4 separate regions of the Sus scrofa genome follow, and regions 2, 3 and 4 are each linked to region 1. A link is a contact called in public Hi-C and HiChIP or PLAC-seq data. All regions are on one chromosome and are shown on one strand. Each heading gives the region's core, a stretch centred on a gene start, on an enhancer-like site or on the middle of the called end of the contact. The rest is flanking DNA. Distances are from core to core; before and after follow the strand shown. Region 1 holds the start of AGPAT1 (1-acylglycerol-3-phosphate O-acyltransferase 1). Region 2 holds the start of C4A (complement C4A (Rodgers blood group)). Region 3 holds the start of SKIV2L (Ski2 like RNA helicase). Region 4 holds the start of EHMT2 (euchromatic histone lysine methyltransferase 2).

Region 1 (5,451 bases), core at 1,691-4,190:
CCGCAGTGTGAGGAGTCCTCCTCATAAACGGATGTGTCCACTGGACTTGGGAGTGCGGAACTGTTCCACAGAATGAATGACTTCACTGGCAAATGTGGGGCGGAGCGCGAGAGACCACGAAGGAGGAGGGCCCGCTGGGGGCGGGATGGAGTGTTCCTACCTTTGTGTAGGCTGAGCCACTGGAGATGAGGGGGAGGCAACTGTCCCACAGACAAGATGGCACAGAAGGTGGGGGTCAGGAGAGATTGCACCTGGGCAAGAGTCCGTGGGGCGGGGGCGCTGGGGAGGGGGCAGGGAGCGGTGCTGTAACCACATTCACTTCAGGAGCTGAAGATTCCAAGGAGGAGAACGAGTGGGGAGAGGGGAGATGAGGAAGAGGGCTTGGCCCAGCTTCAGGCCCACTGGGCTAGTGGGTGTGGAGAAGGTGGGGGGCAGATGGGAAGGGAGCTCAGAGCCGGGCCTCGCCCACCCCTCCGGGCTTCTTCAGGTAGTCGCCGCCACCCCTGCCATCGGTGGAGATTTCCCGGAAGACGGTGAGCATCGAGTGCCGGACTCTGTCGGCCAGAGCTGGGACATCGTCTGGGGTCAGCCCTTCTGTGGGCACTGGGGGCAGCACCCGCACCTGACATCGGCCTGTGGGGGAGCGGGAGGGGGAGCACATCATGGCCTGTCTGCCAGGCTGCTGCCCACGGGTGGGGCCTGGTGTATGAGCGCTCCTGCTACATACTCCCCTCCCCAACTTTTCAGTTCTCTTGCCCCTGCCCTGGACAACTGCCCCTCAGCTTGCCAACTGCCGCCCGGTCCTGCACAGAGCCTGTCCCGGGGCCAGGTCCAGACGCCCCCTCAGCACCCTGCCAGCCCAACCATCTCGGTTTAGCAATTACTGCCGAAAGTTACAGCTTTGCACACTCGGACTTGTCCTTCCTGCCAGGCAGTAACAGCCCCTCTTGGAGGCAGCAAACATTAGCCATCTAGCTGGGTCTGGGGGGCGCTTCCTGAGGACTTATGGCTGGATGTGGGGGTCACATTGGATGATCCTGTGGACACCTCACAGTTCTGACACTGACCAGCCCCTGCCTCTCAGGGATGTCCTCCCGGCCTCTCGCCTGGCCTTTCTGGCCACCCCCAACCCCAGACCTGCTTGGGGCCCTCACCCGAAGTGAAGCGGCGCTCCTTCTTGCAGTAGAAGTCTTGATAGGATGACATGACTATGGGGACGATGGGAACCTGAGGGAAGGGCAAAACCATCAGTCCCCAGCGCTCTTCTGAGGCTCCCATGACAAGCCTCCACCAGCAGAGGAAGGGCTGGTGGGGGCTGGGGACCCAGCAGAGGAAGGGGCATAGCATCACCTGGGCCTGCACTGCGAGGTGGAAGGCGCCACGTTTGAAGGGCAGCATGGAGCCATTGTGGTTTCTCGTGCCCTCAGGAAAAACCCAGACCCGCACCTGGGCAAGAAAGAAGGTCAAGGAAGACACATGGAGGGGTCAGAAAATGGTTGTCAGGAGTTCCTGTCGTGGCATGGCGGAAATGAATCCCAGTAGGAACCATGAGGTTGCAGGTTCGATCCCTGGCCTCGCTCAGTGGGTTAAGGATCCGTCATGTTGCCGTGAACTGTGGTGTAGGTTGCAAACGCAGCTTGGATCCCCCGTTGCTGTGGCTGTGGTGTAGGCCGGCCGCTGTAGTTCCCATTCGACCCCTAGTCTGGGAACCTCCATATGCCGCAGGTGCGGCCCTAACAGAAAAAAAAAAAAAAAAAAAAAAAAAAAGAAAGAAAGAAAATGGTTGTGAGGCTATAATGGGACTTCTGAGGCCTGCGGGTCCTGCACATCAGTTTATTTACAATCATTCTACTCCATAACCCCCCTTTCCCCAGGGTGACTCACGTCCTGTGTGAGCAGGGTCTGAGCAACCTCGGACATGACACTGATGGCATCCCCAGTGCGCTTCCGGTCAATGAAGATGACTCCTGCCAGCCAGCAAGCCAGCCCGGCAGAGCCGGCCCACAGGAGCTCACGCTTGCAATGGGCACACAGCGGCCTGGCAGGACCTCCATCATCCCTAGGGCGGGGGTAGGGGGGTGGGGTGAGGGTCAGAATGTTCCAGGAAGCAGCCCACCTCTCCCAGGGCATCACCGCACTACCAGGGACTGGAGATCCGGGAAGAGGCCGGCTGGGGGGAGGGGGAGGGAGGCCCCAGGAAGGAAGGGTGACTGCAGGCATTTGTCCTGCTTATGAGGGTGGCTGTACCCCAGGGAAAGAGGCCCGGGGAGGGAGCAAGTTGGGCAACGTCCCAGACGAGCGAGGGTTGAGGGCCTCTAGGGCAGGAGATCCCGGGGACGGTCCAGGAGGCCGGGCATGGGGAGGGGAGGGTGCTTACCAAGCAGGTCGAGGGAGCTCTGGTGGTTGGAGACGACGACATAGGGCTGTGAGGGAGGGAAGTGGTGAGCCCCTCGCACCTCCACTCGGATCCCGTACAGGTATTTGATGTGGAGCAGCATCAGACGCAAGATCCTGTGGGGGTTCCACGTGGCAAGGGGTTCGGGCGGGGTCCCTCGACGCCCACCTGCAGGCCGCGGTGGCCTCCCCTCCTATGGTTCTGGGCATCTCTGCAGTCGTCTCCTCTTCCTTGTCCCTGAGCTCTCAGGGTCCCTACACTCCCACTGCCCTCCCCACCTGCATCTCGCTGCTGCCCCTTAGGTTCCCGCACACCCCAAACCCCTTGGCCCTCACTTCATGTTCTCGACGTTGCGTCCTCGCACGGCGCACACGGGGATGGCGAGCACAGCCAGGAAGAGGATCCAGCCGTTGTAGAAGGCCATCTTGAAGAAGTACTTGGCACTGGGGCTGCAGAACCACAGGGTGGGCAGCAGGAAGAGCAGCAGCACGAAGAGCAGCAGTAGCAGCGTCCAGGCCCCTGGCCACAGCTCCATTCTGGTCACCTGCAGGGGATGGAGCAAGGGACAGTGGGCATGCTTCCTGGAGGGGGGCGGGGTGGACTAGGTGCAAAAGGCAGGGTCCGGGGGCTACAGGGACGAGGCTGGAGACACAGAATGGGGCCAGGGCTCCAGGAAAACCTGTCCAGGAAGCCTCTCTAGGATGCGGATGGTGGGGAGGGAGCTCAGGACTGCTCTCCCTGAGGGCTCCAGATGTATTCAGACAAGGGACACAAGACAGGGACATCCATGGCTCACACCACACACATGACAATAAAAGGACATTAATAGTAAAAACAGCTAATGCCTGTAGCTGGTAAGGATCTTATAGCTGTCCACCCCTCTGCTCTCCAATATGGTAGCTGCCAGCCACATATGGCTACCGAGTCCTGGAAATGTGGCCTAGTCTGAATTGAGAGGAGCTAGAGGTATAAAATACACACCAGGTTTCAAAAATGGATGAAAAACAGAATATCAAACATCCCATAATAATGTAATAATCTTTGGTATTGATTATATTCTTTTCTTTTGGCTGTGCCCACAGCATGTGAAAGTTCCTGGGCCAGGGATCGAATCTGCACCACAGCTACGGCAGTGCTGGATCCTTAACCTGCTGCACCACACGGGAAGGCCCTGACTACATTCTTAAGTGTAACTTCCTGGATATACTGGGTTTGATATACTAAGGTTAATTTCACCCTGTTAATTTTTATCTTTTGCGTGTAGCTCCTAGAAAATTAAAATTACATATGTGGCTTGCATTATATTTCTGTTGAACAGAGCTGGTCTGTACACTATGTTAAGCCCTTAAATACGAACCACACAATTTGCGTTTTAAAGGAAATAGGTCCAGAGAGTTGATAAGACTCCTAAGAAACACTTCCTATCTAAAGCTTGTGCTCCTACCCACTTGGTTAAACTGCCGCCCATGTGTAAATACACAAAAGTACAGAGAGCACGCAGCAGATAAAGCAGAACTGACAGAACACCCCGATGTTCTCAGGACTGACTGGCAAGAATAAAGGATCTATCACTAATGCAACACGGACACACACAGTCAAACAAAGACTGACCTATTCACACGCATAGGCAAATTTATAATCACACCCCTTACAGATAAAGGATCGTAAATGTTTACCCAGAAAAACCCCACTCCACCTGTTCCCAGATAAACCCGCGGACATACCAGGAGTGCCTACATCCATTAATCCTGCCTCCACAGACAGACAGACAGATCCCACCACCTTCTTCCCTCCTGTCCAGCGTCGCTGGAGGCAATATGGTCAGGCGGGCAGGGTGGAAGACCTTGCCAAGTGAACAAAGGAAGGCAGAGTCAAAGGGACATCACACTACTTGCCCTGGGAGCGGGAAGAGCTCACGACGAAGGGCACAGGCGAGCAGAACCAGCTTGGTAGGCTCTTCCTCCTTCCTCCACTCTGCCCCACTGTTGGAAGCAGGATTACAATCCCCCAAAGAGTGTCCAGGGCAAATGTCTGTGTTTCATACCAAGGCCAAAGGCACTCCCTTCCAGTGACGAAAGGGCTGTGGCCCATGGTAAGCCCACTGCCAAGGGTGGACATAGGCAACAGAAGAGGGACTCTGCCAGCTTTGGGTTAGGCCATCCTACCTCCCCCACAAGCGTCTCCCTGGAGTATCTGCAACAGGTTCCTCTCTTCCCCTTCCGCCACCTTCCACGTGGCAACCACGGGTGTTTCCGTGACACAGATCAGAGCCTATCTCTTGCCCAAAGGCCCTTCCCAACAAGTCAACTTTGGCTTACATTTTTGTCCCCATCCCCACAAATTCCTTTTTCTCTCCAGTCACTGACTGACTTCGGTTCCTCCGACACACCGTGATCTTTCATGCCCCTGTGCCATGAACACACTGTTCCCTTTGGGTGGACTGTTCTTCTGCCTCTTCTCTTGCCTCACACAGTTCAGTGGCACTTTTTGGAAGTCTTCCTGAAGACCCCTCCAGACCTCTGTTTTCGTTACAATTTTATCTTATCACTGGTTCTTAAGGTGTAGAAATACAATTTTTTTTTTTCTTTTTAAGTCCGCACCCATGGCGTGTGGAAGTTCCCAGGCTAGCGGCTGAACCAGAGCTGCAGCTGCCGGCCTACACCACAGCCACAGCAACACATGCCTCCGAGCCGCGTCTTCGACCTACACCACAGCTCATGGCAATGCCGGATCCTTAACACACTGAGTGAGGCCAGGGATCGAACCTGCGTCCTCGTGGATACTAGTCAGATCTGTTTCTGCTGTGCCACAACGGGAACTCTTAGAAATACAAATTCTTGAACTTCACTCTACAGCTACCGAATCAGAATTTTTGAGGTTGGGCTCATCAATCTGTATGTTATTTTAACAAGCCTTCCATGTGAGTCTGATGTACACACAAGTTAGAAAACCACTGATCTTGACACTAGACAGCGTGTAACCATTCAAGAGCCATTTCTGTTTCCCTCCCTAACCCGTAAGCAGCTTGAGGACAGGGACTGTTTTATCCCCAATGC
Region 2 (5,700 bases), core at 1,351-3,850, 140 kb before region 1:
GGGCCGCCCCTATGCTGGCACAGTGCAGAAGTTCCTGGCTTCGGTGCTTCCAGCCTGTGGCGACCTTAGCTTCCAGCAGGACCAAATGACACAGACTTTTGGCTTCAGGGATCCGGAGATCACGTGAGACCTGGGGGACCATCTGCATCAGGCATCGGGCCCCTCCCTGCCCCTCTCCTGTGCCATCTGGCCTTGTCCTCTTCCTTTCGGTGAACCTGCTGTAAAGGCTGACTCTTCTTTGTAATAAAATGGCCTAAGTCTGTGCTCCTCCCCCAAGAGAAGAGGCCTGTCTTACCCGGGGCCTTGGAAAGAGCCCAGGACTAAAATCAGGCAATCTGGTGGCTAATCAAATACAGAGAGAGGCCTGGCAGGAGCGATAAACGCCTGACGGGAATCATGTTGATATTTAGGGGAAAAGGGACTGGCTGGGGCTCTGATGCCCCGAAGGCTTTCACATGCAACAGAGCAGCAGCTGGGCAAGGGTTAAATACAGATAGCCTTCCAAGAGGCTGTATCTGGCTCAGGCTCCCTGCTTTGTAACCCACGGAAGCATTTTGTAAACTTTTTTTCCAGTAAGGTGGGGTTAGAACTGCTGTGAGGTGTGTGTAGGTGGTGGCGGGAACCTGGGAGGAAGGCCCTTGTCTCTCCCCGGTGGTGGATCTGAGAGTGTGTCGGGCACGCATCAAGGAAGGCTTCTGAGAGGAGATGTTTTAGTGACCAGGTAACAATAATAGGAAAAGAAAGAGCGGGGACAGGGCAGTCCGGTGGGACGAGGGAGCAAGCAAGCTGCTTCGGGGCCCGGAGTGGCGTGGTGTGAGCAGGGAACTGCCCCGGGCTGGGCTTCTGTTGTCCAGTCCCCTTGCCTGGGTGCCCAGGCTTCTGGAGACTTAGGGTCCAAACATTAGCAGGCAGGGAGGAGAGAGGGTTCTCAGAGGCAGTGCCCATGTCCCCCTCTTAGGCAGCTGGTGAATGCCGGGGTCCTCACTGTCCGAGACGCTGGAAGTTGGTGGCTCGCTGTGCCCGGAGCCGGGAGGTTCATCAAGTGTTTTGTTAAAGGTATCCTGCCTGTAGCTCAAGCCCGCAGCCCCTCAAGAACACCTTTTGGGGGCTCCTCAGGCCTCCAGGCCTTACTCGCCTCTCCTCTCTCCCGTGCCCTTGCCTCCTCCAGGGCGCCAGGCCGTCCTGGGCATGGTCAGGAAAGCCAAGTACCGGGAGCTCCTCCTCTCGGAACTCCTGGGCCGGCGGGCACCTGCCACGGTGCGTCTGGGCCTGGCCTATCACGTGCACGACCTCATTGGGGCCCAGTTGGTGGACTGGTGAGTCTTGCCCCCTCCCCCCCCTTCCCCTCGCCTCTGGCAGGGGACAGAGCAATGACCCAAGGTGAGATTTCGTCCCCACTCGTGCTTCATTCGCTAGCGAAGCCCAGCTCCTCTCTGGTTTTCTGGAACCCGGGAGTATCCCTGGCCACGTTCTGAGTTCTTCCTAGACCTTGGGCCTAGGTGTCTCGCTCCAGCCTTGTCTTTCTCTTGCCCAGTGTCTCCACCACTTCTGGTACCCTCCTCCGCCTGCCGGAGACGTGAGGATTCTGCTCATCGTTGGACATGTCCCCAGCATGGGGAGCGAGGGGCCCAGGCGCGCCGTCCCACCCTGGCTGACATAGGGTCACCTTGGGAGGGTTTGGGAGCCACGATGAGTGTTGGGCTTGTGTCTGTGCAAAGGGTCAGATGTGCCCGCTGCTGTTTACCTGGGCTCCGACCCAGTGGTGGGGTTTGGGCAGTGCCTCTCTGCCCTTTGCTGAAAGTGGAACCAGAAACTGCCCAGGCCATGGCTGCTGCCTTCCACGCAGCAAGCTGCTGCCGCTGCCCTGTCTTGGGATGGGAAGCAGGGGTATCTGGAGAGGCTGCCGAAGGAGGGTTCTTCTCCCGACATGTTGGGTTGAAACTGCCAAATAAAGTATTTCTGCCTGTGACATTTTCTGCATGTCTTGTTTAATGTGTCGTGTGTGTTCGGGCACCTCATTTCGGGGTAGCGGTACAGCCAAACTTGGGCCTGAGCTTTGCCTCATTGTTCAGAGAGAAAAAGGGGACATCAAGGTCAGTCCCCCTCGCCCGCCCCGTGGGGTGGTGAGGATATGCTGATCTAAACCACAGAATTTCTGAGTGAGCCTCCAGCACACCAAAACCTAGTGGAGGTCAGTTCTTGTGGGGGTTATAGTGAGAGACAAGTGTCTTAGTACCTTGTTTTGTGGGTCCAACAAAGGAACCACGTGTCTCCAGCCGCTTGCTGAGCCACGTGGGGCCCTCCTGCACCTGTATCCTCGTGTACAAGCTACACCTGAGAGCATGTAGGTGCAGACACACACCCGGCTACATCCTGTAGGGGAGGTGCCCAGGGCACTGGGATAAGAGGGGTTAACAGGGAAGGGCTGGACCTCTCTCTGGGCCGTGATTTCCTCAGAGACCCAGGTGTCCGGGGCGCACCCCCCAATCCTGGGCCTGGGGCCAGTTGCTGTTCTTGGCTGTCACGTGGTTTCCCAGCTTGGCTGGGCCAGGGGAGGAGCAAGGTCCAGAGTCAACCCCGCTCCCAGCCCCAGGGTGACCAGAAAGGAGCAGGCGGACAGACAGGTCTGATCCCTCCTGAGTCCTCCAGCCATGAGGCTCCTCTGGGTGCTGATCTGGGCATCCAGCTTCTTTGCCCTGTCTCTGCAGAAGCCCAGGTCCTGGAAGCAGGATGCTAGAGACCCCAAGCAAGGCCAGGGCTGGCGAGGGGACAGCAGGCGTGGGGTGGGGCAGGGGGACCCGATTCGGGGGTGAGGGGTGGAGGGGCCTGAGGTGGGGTGGCTGCTGACTCCCGCCTGTTCTTCCCAGGTTGCTCCTGTTCTCTCCTTCTGTGGTTCACCTGGGGGTCCCCCTGTCAGTGGGGGTGCAGCTCCAGGATGCTCCTCCAGGACAGGTGGTGACAGGATCGGTGTTCCTGAGAAACCCATCCAGCACTCGTGACCGTTGCTCCCCAAAAGTGGAGTTCAGCCTCAGCTCAGAAAGAGACTTTGTACTCCTCAGCCTCCAGGTAACGGCCGCCGCTCCCTGCCGCCACCACCTGCCGCCTGCCACACTGTCCTCTGTGCTCTTGTTCCTTCCCAACGCCCCTCCCCTCCTCCCAGCCCAGGGTCTCCCCCGGTTCTGTCTCAGGGTCTCTTTTTCCTTCTGCTCTGTCTCTGACCCACTCTCGCTCCCTCTCTGGGCAGATCTCCGTGGCAGGCGCCAAGGAGTGTGGGCTCCATCTTCTCCGCAGAGCCCCCGACGTGCAACTGGTGGCCCAGTCATCATGGCTCAAGGACTATCTGTCCAAAAAGACCAACATTCAGGGAGTCAACCTGTTCTTCTCCTCTCGCCGGGGGCACATCTTTCTGCAGACTGACCAGCCCGTTTATAACCCGGGCCAGCGGGGTGCGTTTCAGCCCCGGGGCCCCCACTTCGCAGCCCTTCCCAGCCCCTTGAGTGATGGCACCCACAGCCCTGGAAAGTACCCCACAGGAAGGCTGCTTCCCAAATATTTATTCTCCTCCCCGACGCTCCCTGGAAGGGGCCCCAGGGCCAGGGCCCACCCTCTCCTGGCACTTGGCCTCTGGCTCACGTCCTCACCCTCCATTTCCAGTTCGGTACCGGGTCTTTGCTCTGGATCAGAAGATGCGCCCGACGGAAGAAACCCTCACGGTCATGGTGGAGGTGAGTCCCTGACCTCTGACCTTCCGGATCGGCCAGGGCTGCCGATCGGATCCCCGACCCTGACCGCTTCCATTCCCATCGCAGAACTCTCATGGCCTCCTCGTGCGGAAGAAGGAGGTGTATGTCCCCTCGTCCATCTTCCAGGATGACTTAGTGATCCCAGACATCGCCGAGTGAGCACCCCCACCTGCTCCCTCCCACCTCCCCAACTCCCACGTCCACCCAGTCACATCCGGAGCCCCCTGGGCCTCTGGTTCCCCTCTTCCTGGGGGGGCGGGGTCCCTGGCCCTCAGCTGGCCTCTCGCACACATGGGCTGAGTCCGCCCGCCTTGTCTGTGCTCAGGCCAGGAACTTGGAAGATCTCAGCCCGATTCTCAGATGGCCTGGATTCCAACAGCAGCACCCAGTTCGAGGTGAAGAAATATGGTAAGAGCCCCTTTCCTGCAGGGAATAAGGGGTGAGGGTGGGGACAGGGCAGGGTCAGGGGATGGGGCTGCCCCAGCCAAGAGGGGGGAGGAGTCCCTAAAGGGTCTTTTCAGGGAGTTCCCGTTGTGGTCAGTGGTAATGAACCTGCCTAGTATCCATGACGATGTGGTTGGATCCCTGGCCTCGCTCAGTGAGTTAAAGGATCTGGTGTTGCTGTGAGCTAGGGTGTAGGTCCCAGATGAGGCTTGGATCTGGCGTTGCTGTGGCTGTGGCATAGGCTGGCAGCTGCAGCTCTGATTTGACCCCTAGCCTGGGAAGCTCCTTATGCTGTGGGTGTGGCCCTAAAATTAAAAAAAAAAAAAAAGAAAGAAAAAAAAAAGAGGGTCTTTTCACAAGAGTCTGATCTGCCCTCACTTTGCCCTTGGTCAGTCCTTCCCAACTTTGAGGTGACGATCACTCCCGAACAGCCCTACATCCTGACAGCGCCTGGCTTTCTTAATGAAATCCAAATGGTCATCCAAGCCAGGTAACACCCCCTGGCCCCCCAGCAAGGCCTTGCTCCCAGGGCTCCCCATTCATGTTCCCCAGATGTACGTGCCCTGGAACCCCACTCCCTCCCCCGCCCCAGCCCTCCTCCCTCCCAGCCCACTCCGTTATTCCCTCCAGCCCTCAGCCTCCACCCCTCTCTCCGTGGTGGCAGGTACGTCTACGGGAAGCCAGTGCAGGGGGTGGCATATGTACGCTTTGGGCTCCTGGATGAGGATGATAAAAAGATTTTCCTTCGGGGGCTGGAGAATCAGACCAAGGTAGGAAGGAGGGTGGGGGTGTGCTGGGTAGGGGAGGCGGGCGAGGGAGGGGAGGAGGTGGGGGGAGGACTCACGTCTCATTCCCTGCTCTGTTTTCTCCTTTGCTCCAGCTGGTAGAGGGCCAGTGTCACATTTCCCTCCCAGAGGCCAAGGTGCAGGGTGCGCTGCAAAAGCTTAATATTACAATTAATGACCTCCCAGGGAAGCGCCTCTATGTTGTTGCAGCCGTCATTGAGTCTCCAGGTGAGTGGCTCCCCCTGACTGTAACCCAAGACCCTCACCTCTGACCTTGAGGTAACCCTCTGTGCTCCAGCACCAACACCACCCTTCTCTTCATCTGGGCCCCAGAGCCAGGAAAGAGCCAGGAGACTACCTCTCTCCAACTGCATTTCTGGGGAAGGGGCACCTTCCCCTGTCTCAGTTTATTTTTTTTTCCACCCACCCATCCATCATCCATCTGTCATTCATCCATCCATCCATCCATCCATCCATCCATCATCCTCCATCCATCCATCCACCCACCATCCATCCTTCCATCCATCCAGCAGACACATGTTAGGCACCGTTTGAGTGCTGGGTCCTGTGTTGGCCTCAGCAAATGTGGAGAGGAATAGGAGGCCTGTGCCCCGAGGAGTTCACTCTTGTGGGTGGGAAACACTTGAGCTGCCTCCCCTGGCTCCCCTTTTCCTCTCTCCCTGGGTCTCTGTTGTCCAGCTCTGTCCACCCTGTGTCTTGCAGGCGGG
Region 3 (5,445 bases), core at 2,883-5,382, 160 kb before region 1:
CCTACACCTTATCTGAGGTCACTGTCCCACCAGCAAGGATCACTCACTGCGGAAAGGGCCCTCTCGGTCCCGGTCCCTGTCCCGGTCTCGATCCCGGTCCCTGTCTCGATCCCTGTCCCGGTCTCGATCTCGGTCTCTGTCCCGATCCCGGTCCCGGTCTCGATCTCTGTCTCGATCCCGTTCCCGGTCTCTGTCCCGGTTCCGCTCACGACTGCGGTCCCGGCTGCGGCTTCGGGGAGGGGAGGTTGAGGAGCGGGCGCTGCCGCGTTCTTCGTAGCCCCAGTCAAAGCTTCGAGGGGGGCCATCGCCAGCCCCTGGGCCCTCTGCCTCTTCCCCGTCTGGCCCCAGTTCCCGAAGCCGGTCACTGGATGACACGAAGCTGGGGAGAAGCAGACAGTGAGGAACAAAGGGGAGCTTTACCTTGTCTTCCCAGATCCCAGGGAGATGCAACCCTCCCTCTGCAGCCCCAGCTCCTCCCACTCCATCCCCCTAAGGACCCATGCAAGCTGCAAGTCCCCCCCACCCCCAAACTGGGACCCAGGCTTATCTTTCTCTAACCTCTCATACAGAGATTTCCTCTGGGGACGTCTGGATGACTGGAAAAGAGACCAAGGACAGTTAGGACGATTCTAGTTGCTGGCATAGAGCCCAATATGTGGGTTTGTCATTTTTCTCAACCCCCAGCCCCTGAGAGACACAACACTGGAAACCATTACCTCCTGTAGATCGTCGTCGGCAGATATACTCCGCTGGAACGGCTGGAAAGTGGGGACTGGCCCCTTCTCAGGGTCCTGGGAAGGGGGTAGAAACCTGCCTCAGTGCAAGAGCAGGAGGCTGCCTAACCCTGGGACAGAGGGGCTTCCTTTTCCCTCCTCCACTTCTTGGCTCCCCCGGCCTGTCTTTTTTTCTTTTAACTCTTTTATATGTTTCTTATTTGACTATGTGTTTTTTTTTCATAAATAACTTAATACACACTTAAAGCATGTAAGTTATCTAAGAATGTTCTGGAGTTCCCTGGTGGCCTAACGGTTAAGGATCTAGTGTTGTCACTGCTGTAGCTTGGGCCATGTGGCATAGGTTCGATCCTTAGCTTGGAAATTTCCACATGCCATGGATGTGGGCAAAAAAAAAAAAGTCTTGGATCTGATGACATTTCTATCTCGATTCAACTTCTCAGAGTATGAGGTGGATTAGAGCCAAAGAAAGTGTAAAATAAAGAAGAATCTAGGAGTCATCTAGCTCCTTCATTTTCGAGGTAAGAAACCTGAAGCTCAGAATGGCAGAGCAATTGCCCAGGACTGAACCAGCATTACTTTCCCCCTAAACCTACCTCTGTTCCAACTTGGCAGGATCCCTCTGAAGTCACGGATGCCCTGAACCATCTTTCTCCCTGTGCTCACCTTTAACTTCCCCTCTAGAGTTCGAGAACGTTTGAAGCCCGAGTTCTTGGTCTCGGCCTTGATGGCACTGATGGCTCCTGACTTCACCAGCTGCTTTGCTTGCTCAGTTGCTGTGGCCGTGTCCACCACGGGCTGCTCTGACAGAGCTGGAGTGGCGGGGGAAAGAGGCTTTGTGTTGGCCAGGCTGTGACAGAGGTCGGCCTGGGCTCCTCACTTCCGGTCTATCCCCACTTCCCCTGTCACTCACAGCGTTTGACACCACCTTGGCTGGCAGTGCTGCTGCTGCTTTGCTTCTTCAGAGCCAGCAATGCCTTTTTCTGGGAATGAGAGTGAGAAGAGAGGGGTCAGTGAGGGCCAGTCCCTGCCCAGGTCCTCTCCCAAGGCCCCTGGGCACATCACTCCAGGGGACAACTTTCTCAGAGAAAATAATGCAAATGGTGCCCCTAGAGTGGCACACTGAGGCAGCCCTGCCTCTCACATATGGTCCCCCAGAGCATCTACAATGCTAACAACACCTAATCTATTCAAACCACAGTATCCAGAGGCTTTCCAGAGTCTCACGTTTCTCAAGTCGAAGACAAGGGGTTTAATCATAGACCAGAGTCTGCAGATACAAGCTGCAATTAAGTGTAAGTCTCCATGCCTTCTTGGGGGCTTCACCTGTCCGCCCCCTAAACGTTTAATCAGAAAGAGCATCACTAGGAATTTCTGTAACAGGTCTATGCAGAAGTATGAGACGGAAATCCTCCCCTCAAGAAGCTTAGAGTTTGAGAAATAAGATGACCAGACTAAATTGTCAAGACTGATTAAAGAAGTGTAGACTATAGCTGAGAGCAAGTAAGACCTTCCTGATGCCCACATTAAACTGAGCCCTGGATAGAATCTACAATAACATACAGAAAAGAAAAGGCATTTTAGACAAAGAAAACAAGGCGGCAAAGATGCAGAGATAAGACTCTGGGTGTGTGTGTGTGTGTGTGTGTGTGTGTGTGTGTGTGTATGTGTGTGTGTTTTGGGATTAAGGAATAGTTCTTTTTTTTTTTTTTTTTTTTTGTCTTTTTGTTGTTGTTGTTGTTGTTGTTGCTATTTCTTGGGCCGCTCCCTCGGCATATGGAGGTTCCCAGGCTAGGGGTTGAGTCGGAGCTGTAGCCACCGGCCTACGCCTGAGCCACAGCAACGCAGGATCCGAGCCGCGTCTGCAACCTACACCACAGCTCACGGCAACGCCGGATCGTTAACCCACTGAGCAAGGGCAGGGACCGAACCCGAAACCTCATGGTTCCTAGTTGGATTCGTTAACCACTGCGCCACGACGGGAACTCCCAGGAATAGTTCTATTTGACGAGGAAGGGCTGCCAAATTAAGGCTCTTTTATAGACAATGTGAAACCACTGGCTTTTGAGAAAAAGAAGGACAGTGTTTTCTGTTTTCAAAGCACCATTTTAATAGAAGTAAAAAAGTCTGTCGAAAAAAGAAACTTGCTGAGAGACGATTACAACAGTCTAGGTGAGCATCAGCAAAGGCCTGACTGCGAGAATACACAGGAAGGAGTAAACAGAAGAAGTTACTTCAAAGGAGGAATCAAGACGACTCGGCAAACATTTGGCTACGCAAATAAGACAGAGACGAGATCTGGATTCCAAACAGCGGGAGAAGTGAATGGAGTCAGTCCTATTTGGAAGACCAAGATTAGAATAGGTAAGACCAGAGCGGCAATATATGAAGGTTATTGGCAAGATACAGATGGAACTAAAAAAAACCAAGCCTGGGATCACCAGTTCTTAGGTGGTACTAAAAGCCGGAGGAAAGGAAGACACCTCCATGGCAGACTATACAGAAAAGAGAGAAAAGCAAGTATCCACCTTGAGAAAGTCCACCCATGAAGGGACACTGAGAGGTGCCATGTCTCTAGGTATGAGCTAGAAGAACCCCCACCCCCCCATCCCCTCACACTCACCCCAGGTGTTCTCAGTGTAGAGTCTTTGAAAGTTTGGGCCATGCCCACACACACTCCCTCACCTTTTTCTTGAGTTTGTTGAATTTCTTCTGCAGAGCCTCCTCCTCCTCGCTCAGTCCGGGGGGTATCACCAACATGGTGGCTCCTGGTTCAGGGGCAGGGCCCAAGACATCTTTCTCCACTGTCACCGCCCAGGGGTCACACGCCGTCCACACTGCACCCAATCCCACCCCTCCAGGCCTGCCTACTCCTGTCTTTTGCCTCTCCCTACCCCTTGCTTAAACCAGCTGCCGTCCAAGCCCCCGCTCGTCGGGATCAACCAGCATTCCCTTCTCTCTCCGGGAATCACGGATACCAGCGCCTTGGGGCACCACGTAGCCCAGGAAGGGAGAAACACCCCCTCCGTCGCGAAGACGATGGCACCAGACCCCCCCTACCTCGCTGGGGTTAGTATGGCATTCGCAGGGTCCGAAAAGCAGAGGAGGCAGTGGAACCCGCGCAGCGCTCTCAGAGCAACGAACAGGGCAAGAAGAGAGAAGGAGCTCGGAAAAAAGGGGCGAAGGGTGAGACGGAGAAGGCCTTACCTGAGGGGGCGGCAACCGGAGCCCCACGGTCTCGGGCGGCGCCCGCGCGGGCAGCGGATCGCTGGCTCGGAGCGATGACGTAGCGAGGGGCGGAGACCGCGGTAACCAAGGCGGCTCGCGGCGCGCACACTTCCGTCCGGCCTCCCACCAGCTTGGGTTCCGCCCCTCGGTAGTGCTCGTCCCCGCCCCCAGCGGGGTGTGTTCCGGAAGTCGCCGCTAGTTCCGCGGGTTTCGGCTCCTCCCTACACTTCCGGGCTGCCCGGCAGCTACCGTGGCTCCAGGATGATGGAGACGGAGCGACTCGGTGAGGGGGCAGAAGGTGGGAAGGAGGAGGAGACAGGGAATGACCCTTGACCCCTGACCTGTGATTTTCCTCCCATAGTGCTGCCTACCCCAGATCCCCTGGATCTGCCCCTCCGCGCCTTGGAGCTAGGATGTACCGGGCGCTGGGAGCTGCTGAATGTGCCTGGGGCTCCAGAGAGCACCGTGAGTGACTTTTAGCTCTAACCTAACCTTGACCCTTATTAATAGGGCTTAAAACCCCTTTCAGCCTTCTCACAGTAGGGTCTAACCTGACCTGGCTCACCTGTCTCTGGACACCTGTCATCCCAGCTTTGGACTGGTGCGGGATGGATCCCAACCCAGTCGACCTGCAGTGCGTCAGAGCCCATGAGAAGACAGAGCAGGGAGCCCTGGGGATAACTTTAGCTCTGAGAACTGCTCTTTCCAGTGGGTCTTTTCTCCCTGGCATCTTCTTCTGTCTCCAAGCACCAGGGCACTTGTTGGTGGCTGATAGGTCAGCCCTTGAGCACCTTCGGTTTTTCATCCTTAGGTCTGGGGCTCCTTTTCCTAAAACTAGTGATTATCAGAATCTGTGTGCCTCATGATTAGAGGGGGAGCTTTCCTAAATTAGAAATTCTTAGGTCCATCTCCAGAAATTCTTTAATCCAAAATCTATATTATTAAACAGCTCTCCAGATAATTCAGTTGCAGGTCAGTTTTTCCTATAAAGTAGGACAACCTTTGGAAACTATTGCTTCAGCCTAATTGTCCTAGCCTGTATGGGACACCTACCATTTCTGATCTAAACATGAAGCCCGTCACCATCTCTTTTGTCTGTGTCTTACTCTCTTTCCTTGCCTCATGCCTCTCGTCTTGCCCTGTTCCAGCTTCCCCACGGCCTCCCACCCTGTGCCCCAGATCTGCAGCAAGAAGCAGAACAGTTGTTTCTGTCCTCTCCAGCCTGGCTGCCTCTGCATGGTGTGGAGCACTCAGCCCGGTGAGGAGTCTAGAGGGGCCTGGACTAGGGGAAATGGGTTCCTGAAGGAAGTTGAGACAGAGGAGAAAGAGCTGAAAATTTCTTTCTGTCCAGAAAATGGCAGAGGAAGATGGATCCCTGGTCTCTCCTGGCCGCACTGGGGGCCCCAGTCCCCTCCGACCTGCAGGCCCAAAGACACCCAACCACAGGCCAGATACTAGGCTACAAGGAGGTAAGAGGTCAGGG
Region 4 (5,294 bases), core at 126-2,625, 220 kb before region 1:
TGCCCCTCTGGGCTGGCTGTGGCTGGAGGGGGTTCAGGTATTGCTGCTGCTGCTGCCCCCTGGGCCCCCGGCATACTCAGCAGCCTCATAGCCAAACTCTGGACTGATGGGGGTGATTTTCCAGCCCCAGTCATTGACATTTTGGCTCGGCTGGGACAGGCACCCCCCTTGCTAGGGGAAGACGGGAATGACTTTGTGGCATGGCCTGGAAGACAGACAGGCAGGCAGGAAGCAAGATAAGAGGGAAGGCAGAACCTGAGAATACCTCACCTCACCCCCCTAGACTCCCTGGCCTCTCACCCAGCAGGATGCGTCCCCCATGGAGGTCCCCATCTCCCTCGAGATTCTCGGGTTCATCCCCAATGAGAGGTGTGGCCCCTATAGGAGTGTCAGCTCCCTCATCGCCGACGGTGACTGTGACAGAGGCTGGGGATGAGGGGCCAGCAGGTTCCAGGGAGTCAGGGTTGGCCTTGGGGAGGGCCTCCTCACTACGAGGGGTGTCCCCCAAAGAGCCATGAACTGTAAAGGAAAAAAAAAGTTCGGGCCAAGGGCTCAGGAGATCCCGTGTTGGGGGAGGTGAAAGTCTTAACTGGGCCCGTTTCTGCCGTACTCACCTCTCTCGGTAGCTCCTCTGGGCTCCTTCTCCAGCACCAGCGCCCCCATCTCAGCGGGGGCCTCCCCCTGGGAGGGGACACAAGGGATAGGAGGACTGGTCAGTCCGGTAGGAAGTTGGGGCGCCCAGGACGCTTGAGCCCTGGGAAGAGAGAGTAGGCTCCGGGGCCTACCTCTTCCTCTATGGGGGCCCCCCCTTCCGCGGCTTCGGCTGCCCGGAGGGGCCGCACGACCCCTCCCCCGGGCCCTCAGCAGCCCCCTCCCTCTGGGTAGACCCCGCATCTCAGGGGCCGAGAAGAGAGGAGGGGGAGGGGGCGGGGCCTCCGCGCCCCGGCCCCGCCCCCTCCTCCCGGCTGCACGCGCCGCTCCCCCTTTGTCCCCCAGGCCGCGGGGACCCCGGGCACCAACCCCTCCTGCGCCCGCTGCCCCCCAGCCCGGTGGACGGCCCCTCGTGCCCCTCGCGCGTGTTCCCGGGGCCCCGGCGCCCGCCGCCCACTCGGGGGCAGCCGGCGGCTGCATGCGCGCCTCCGTGCCCACTCCCCCCACCTCCCACCCCCTGGTCCCCTCATCCGCCCCCGGTGCTGGCCCTCCGGATTGCTGCAAGTCCCGCCCGGGCCCCCCGGCCCCGTTGCACCCCCGGAGCATTGCACGGGCGCGCGCTTCCCCCGGGCGCGCGCGCGGGCATGCACCCGCCTCTCCCCCTCCCCTTCCGCACCTCGGCGGCCGCCGCCGCTGCAGCTCCCGCCGCCGCCGCCATCGCCGCTTGCGCGGGGGGCCGAGCCGGCGCGCGGCCGCCCCGGGTCACGTGGGCGGGGGAGGGAGGGCTAGGAGGAGCCTTAAAGGAGCCACTACGCGCTTTCTGGCCATTCTCCCCGGAGAGCGGCCTCTGAAATGGCAGTGGCTGACCTAAGCTGGGGGCTGCCGGGGAAAATTCCTGCCATTCCTGGCCTCGGCTCAGCGGGGAACCGAAGGCGAGGCACGCCTAGGTCCAGGTGTGGCTTCTCCATCCCCGACCTGGTTTTAGGTAACAGAGCATCTGAGTCTCCCGGCTCCTGGCAGTGGCTGTATTTCCAATCCCACCCGCGTGTGCTTTTCCCGCTTCTGGTTGCTTTCTAGTTTCTAGGTCACTAGATAGAAGGCTCGGCCTCAATTTTGGCCTCGCTTCTCTAACAAGCAAGAAGGGGGCGATGGGGACACGCGAAGGACACCTGAAGGTCTCCTCTTGGCTGGTTCTAGCATACTGCTTTAATGTCCCCTGGAGCAGCGACCCCCTCTTGAAAACCTGGGGCTAAATGTCTCCTCTGTTTATGCCAGACATGTTAGGCCACCACATGCACTAGGGATTCAGGTAAGCCTCCAGAGTTGCGGGAGTCATTGCCGTCTGTTTAACAAGCATATCCAGGCAGGTATTGCGTGGGTCATAGCCCAGTCAACAGTACTAAGACATACAACTTTGATGGGTCTATTTGGGGTACCATCTCTTTAGATACTACATTATGGTCAAATTTTGGAAAATATCTGTATTTCACATGCAGTATTTGACTCAGGTAGGTGGTTGGGACATAGGGCACCTGAGGCCAATACAAGGCCTTCTGGGAGCTGTAGTCCTCTTTGGTTAAGAACTATTCCAGAGCTTTCTGGGAATTGTAGTCTTCTCCACACCCTAATCCAGTGATTTTTTTTTTGCCTTCCAGGCGACACGAAACTTTTTCCCAGACCCAAGATGCCCAAACTTAGGCTCCTGCTTACAATTTTGGCTGGGCACAGCGATCACACCTAGCGCCCCTCCCTAGCCCTGGTACCAGACTCAACTAGAGGGGCAGGTCAAGTGTTGACACCTCTGCCAAACAATCATGGAACCTTTGTGACATGAGGTATCCAGCAGGTGTTGAGGATGCAGAACTGGGGGTGTGGGTCCCTGGCTGGAGAATCCCACTTGTTACACTCCCCCTTCCCTTGTCAAGGTAGCTTCAGGCATGAGACCTGGATGAGTTGTGACCTCCAGGTACTTAGCAAATGGCATCAGAGTGTGAGGCGGTCTAGGGTCGGAGAGTCATTTACACACAGTTGCCAGACAGAGTATAAGAAAAAAAAAAGTTTTTTGTTTTTTTTTTATTTTGTGGAAAACAAAATCAGAAAAACTAAAACCCCAAACTCCAGAAAAAATCCTAAAAAATACGTTTTTTCTTAAAAAATACTGTATAAGTCTCTACTCCTCTCCCTCCCCCCAAACAGCCCTTCTCATGTCCTCTCATCTAAGTGCCCTACCCCCCACCCCCACCACTATTCATAGTTCTTGCTATTGTACCCCACTTCCCAATATCTACCCAGGATGCTCACCCCCATATTCTCTTACCTGCCACCTTATTTTGTTCGCCCTACAATTTTGGTGAGCCTTGTACCCACAGACCCGTTCCCCCAGCATGCAAGAACTTCCTTTTCTGGGATTCAATAATCCTTTCCCCCTACCACTCCCTCTCCCAAGGTTCTATTCTAAGCAGGAGCACTCAAGCTGCCTCCTGCCAAATTCCCTCCCGATTCCCACCCTCCCACCCCCTACCTCAAGAAATGTCAGAACTTCTTCCTGGGCAGACCTAGCCAGGAATGAAACATTTTCCAGTCTTTGCCCCCTCTCATTCCTATAAGACCTTTCCCCTCCCTCCACATATCTATGCACCTCTAAGAGAAGAAAATCTTTCTCTGGGATCCCCTTACCACTCCCTTGGCCTTCCCGAAGAACCCTCCCCATCCTTTTCTTCTGAAGAGGCAGCTTCTCTCCAAGGAATCTGTGGCCCCTCCCTCAGGGTGTGTGTCTCTTCAGGCTCCCCACCGAACCTGCCTATCCTCGATCCCCCACCCCCCTATTCTCCTGGGCCGGGGGGGGTCCCCTTCCTACCCAGCCCAGGGCCCCAGCGCCTGCCCCTGCCAGCGCTAGCGGATGAGGACGTTGATCTCAGCCACGCTGGCCTCCAGCACGTTCTCGGCAGTGGTCTTGCCGTGCTGCTCCTTGAGATGCCGCCTGATGGCAGGCTTGTGAGCGAAGCGCACATCACAGTAGGAGCAGCGATAGGGCCTTGCTCCAGAGTGGAGGTTGAGGTGGTCGTGCAGTGTGGACTTCTGCGTGAAGCACTTGCCGCAGATGCCACACGAGTGCGACTTGACGCCGCGGTGTACGTTCATGTGCCGGTTGAGGTTGCTGCTGTGGTTGAACTGCTTGCCGCAGCGCGGGCACATGAAGATGAAGTGCTGAGCCCGCATGTGGAAGACCAGCTTCTCCACGCCCTGGAACACTTCCGGGCACTTGGTGCACTTGATGTTCTTGAGGGGATTTCCACTGGAAAAGCCGCCGGGGAGGGGTCCCCGGCTGCCCCCCGCCCCCAGGCTGCCCCCCGCCCCCCGGGCAGCCATGGCCACCGCTGCTGCCTCCACCAGGCCTGAGGTGGCCCCCACGCTGGCCCTGCCGCCGGGGATCAACAGCAGGCCCTCCCCTTCCGCATCCTCGGAAAGGCTGTAGCAGGCTTTCACCACGCCCTGCGGTGGGGCCACAGTGCTGGGGGGCACGCTGCTCTGGGCCAGCTCTCCAAGGTGGCTGCCCACAGAGCCTCCGATGCCCAGACCTCCTCCCAGGCCTCCGGGAGGTTTGAGCCGGTGTGCCACCTCCAGGGCCGACTCCACCTTGACGATGCAGATGTCAGACACGTCCTCATCCTCATCCTCATCCTCTTCCTCGGCCTTCAGCTCCAGGTCCTCATCCAGCGGGAACTCCAGCTTCACAGGCCGCAGGAGTGGAGGGGGGAGAGGGGGTGGGGGTGGGGGTTTGGGGGCTGGCTTTGGGGTCCTGGCAGGAGGGAGAAGGGATTTGGTGGCACTGACACTGCTCACAAGGCTGGCATCGCTGACCCCATCCTCTTTGAGGCCTATTTTGGGCTCGATGAACTGGCTGAGGGCATTCCGGCATTTCTCCACCACGTGCTCCATCTGCAGGTAGGAGGCGGCCGTCAGGTAGTTAACGATGTCCCTGACGGCGAATTCCAGGGCGCCCGTGTAGCAAGAGAGCAGCAGGTCAGCCACTATGCGTGCACTGTGCATCAGCGAGACCTGTAGCTCAGAGCTGGGGTTCAGCAGGAACTGGTCCCGCAGGAACGGCGAGCAGGCAGCCAGGATGACCTTGTGGCCGCGGAACTTGAGACTGTCGGCCACAATGGTCACGTCGCAGAACCGCTCCTCTGCGCGGAGCTGGTTCATGTTCCGCAGTGTAGCGGCCTCGTGGCCAGGCAGCTGGAAGCGCAGGACTTCCACCCCAGAGGCCATTGTGGCGAGGGTGGGCAACCCTGGTTGGGAAGGAAACCAGTCAGAGACAAAGGTCTCTGGCTTTCCTAAGCCAAGGCTCCAGGCCTCGCACTCTCATTCTTGCCTGGCCCCCCAGCATCAGATCAGCGGGTCTTCAAGCCTCTTCCTCAGTTTCCCCAGCCCCCGGGGAGGCGCTGTCCCTCGGAGAGGAGGGAGGCGTGGTTCCCGGGGGCGGGGCAGCGGCGTCCACACCCCCCAGCCCGACCGCCCGCGATGATGGGGCGAGCCCGCGCACCCACGGGGGAAGGTCGGCAGAAGGGGGAGCAGAGGCCTGGGGCTCTGGGGTGGCCCCGGCTGCAGCCTTTTCTCACCCCGCCTCCTTTACCCGCTGC

What was found. Hi-C and Micro-C count contacts between places; a contact is called where the count stands out from the background. HiChIP or PLAC-seq counts read pairs in DNA pulled down with a chosen protein or histone mark.
Region 2: a Hi-C map of liver shows a contact between it and region 1, with 2.1 times the contacts expected there. The contact joins the promoter of C4A here to the promoter of AGPAT1 in region 1. A contact is called at or near these places in 3 of 5 promoter capture datasets (fetal liver and liver), 1 of 47 Hi-C or Micro-C datasets (liver) and 1 of 2 datasets of contacts at active chromatin or transcription factors (alveolar macrophages).
Region 3: an H3K27ac HiChIP or PLAC-seq map of alveolar macrophages shows a contact between it and region 1. The contact joins the promoter of SKIV2L here to the promoter of AGPAT1 in region 1. A contact is called at or near these places in 1 of 5 promoter capture datasets (fetal liver), 2 of 47 Hi-C or Micro-C datasets (alveolar macrophages and heart right ventricle) and 2 of 2 datasets of contacts at active chromatin or transcription factors (alveolar macrophages and skeletal muscle).
Region 4: a contact with region 1 is called in an H3K27ac HiChIP or PLAC-seq map of alveolar macrophages. The contact joins the promoter of EHMT2 here to the promoter of AGPAT1 in region 1. A contact is called at or near these places in 1 of 5 promoter capture datasets (liver), 3 of 47 Hi-C or Micro-C datasets (embryonic fibroblasts, liver and subcutaneous adipose tissue) and 1 of 2 datasets of contacts at active chromatin or transcription factors (alveolar macrophages).

What each region holds. Positions count from the first base shown.
Region 1 is chr7:24,205,490-24,210,940 of Sscrofa11.1, forward strand. AGPAT1 (1-acylglycerol-3-phosphate O-acyltransferase 1) reads right to left here and starts at 2,941. Exons shown (of 7, transcript NM_001033008.2): 1 at 2,731-2,941; 2 at 2,378-2,511; 3 at 2,022-2,059; 4 at 1,885-2,019; 5 at 1,351-1,446; 6 at 1,155-1,227; 7 at 441-633. The coding sequence starts at 2,930. The coding sequence ends at 449.
Region 2 is chr7:24,065,419-24,071,118 of Sscrofa11.1, forward strand. C4A (complement C4A (Rodgers blood group)) reads left to right here and starts at 2,601. Exons shown (of 41, transcript NM_001123089.2): 1 at 2,601-2,716; 2 at 2,868-3,066; 3 at 3,245-3,446; 4 at 3,655-3,725; 5 at 3,810-3,898; 6 at 4,069-4,151; 7 at 4,581-4,677; 8 at 4,852-4,957; 9 at 5,068-5,200; 10 at 5,696-5,700. The coding sequence starts at 2,652. STK19 (serine/threonine kinase 19) reads left to right here. Exons shown (of 7, transcript NM_001128450.1): 4 at 1-123; 5 at 959-1,056; 6 at 1,169-1,316; 7 at 1,535-1,980. The coding sequence ends at 1,580.
Region 3 is chr7:24,042,884-24,048,328 of Sscrofa11.1, forward strand. SKIV2L (Ski2 like RNA helicase) reads left to right here and starts at 4,133. Exons shown (of 28, transcript NM_001101817.1): 1 at 4,133-4,245; 2 at 4,324-4,427; 3 at 5,111-5,220; 4 at 5,314-5,431. The coding sequence starts at 4,224. It overlaps NELFE (negative elongation factor complex member E), which reads right to left and starts at 4,018. Exons shown (of 11, transcript NM_001101825.1): 1 at 3,942-4,018; 2 at 3,420-3,502; 3 at 1,648-1,717; 4 at 1,401-1,546; 5 at 717-791; 6 at 559-596; 7 at 48-379. The coding sequence starts at 3,494.
Region 4 is chr7:23,991,298-23,996,591 of Sscrofa11.1, forward strand. It overlaps EHMT2 (euchromatic histone lysine methyltransferase 2), which reads right to left and starts at 1,376. Exons shown (of 29, transcript NM_001101823.1): 1 at 1,328-1,376; 2 at 615-681; 3 at 301-519; 4 at 1-205. The coding sequence starts at 1,369. ZBTB12 (zinc finger and BTB domain containing 12) reads right to left here. Exons shown (of 2, transcript NM_001101821.1): 2 at 3,233-4,943. The coding sequence starts at 4,923. The coding sequence ends at 3,544.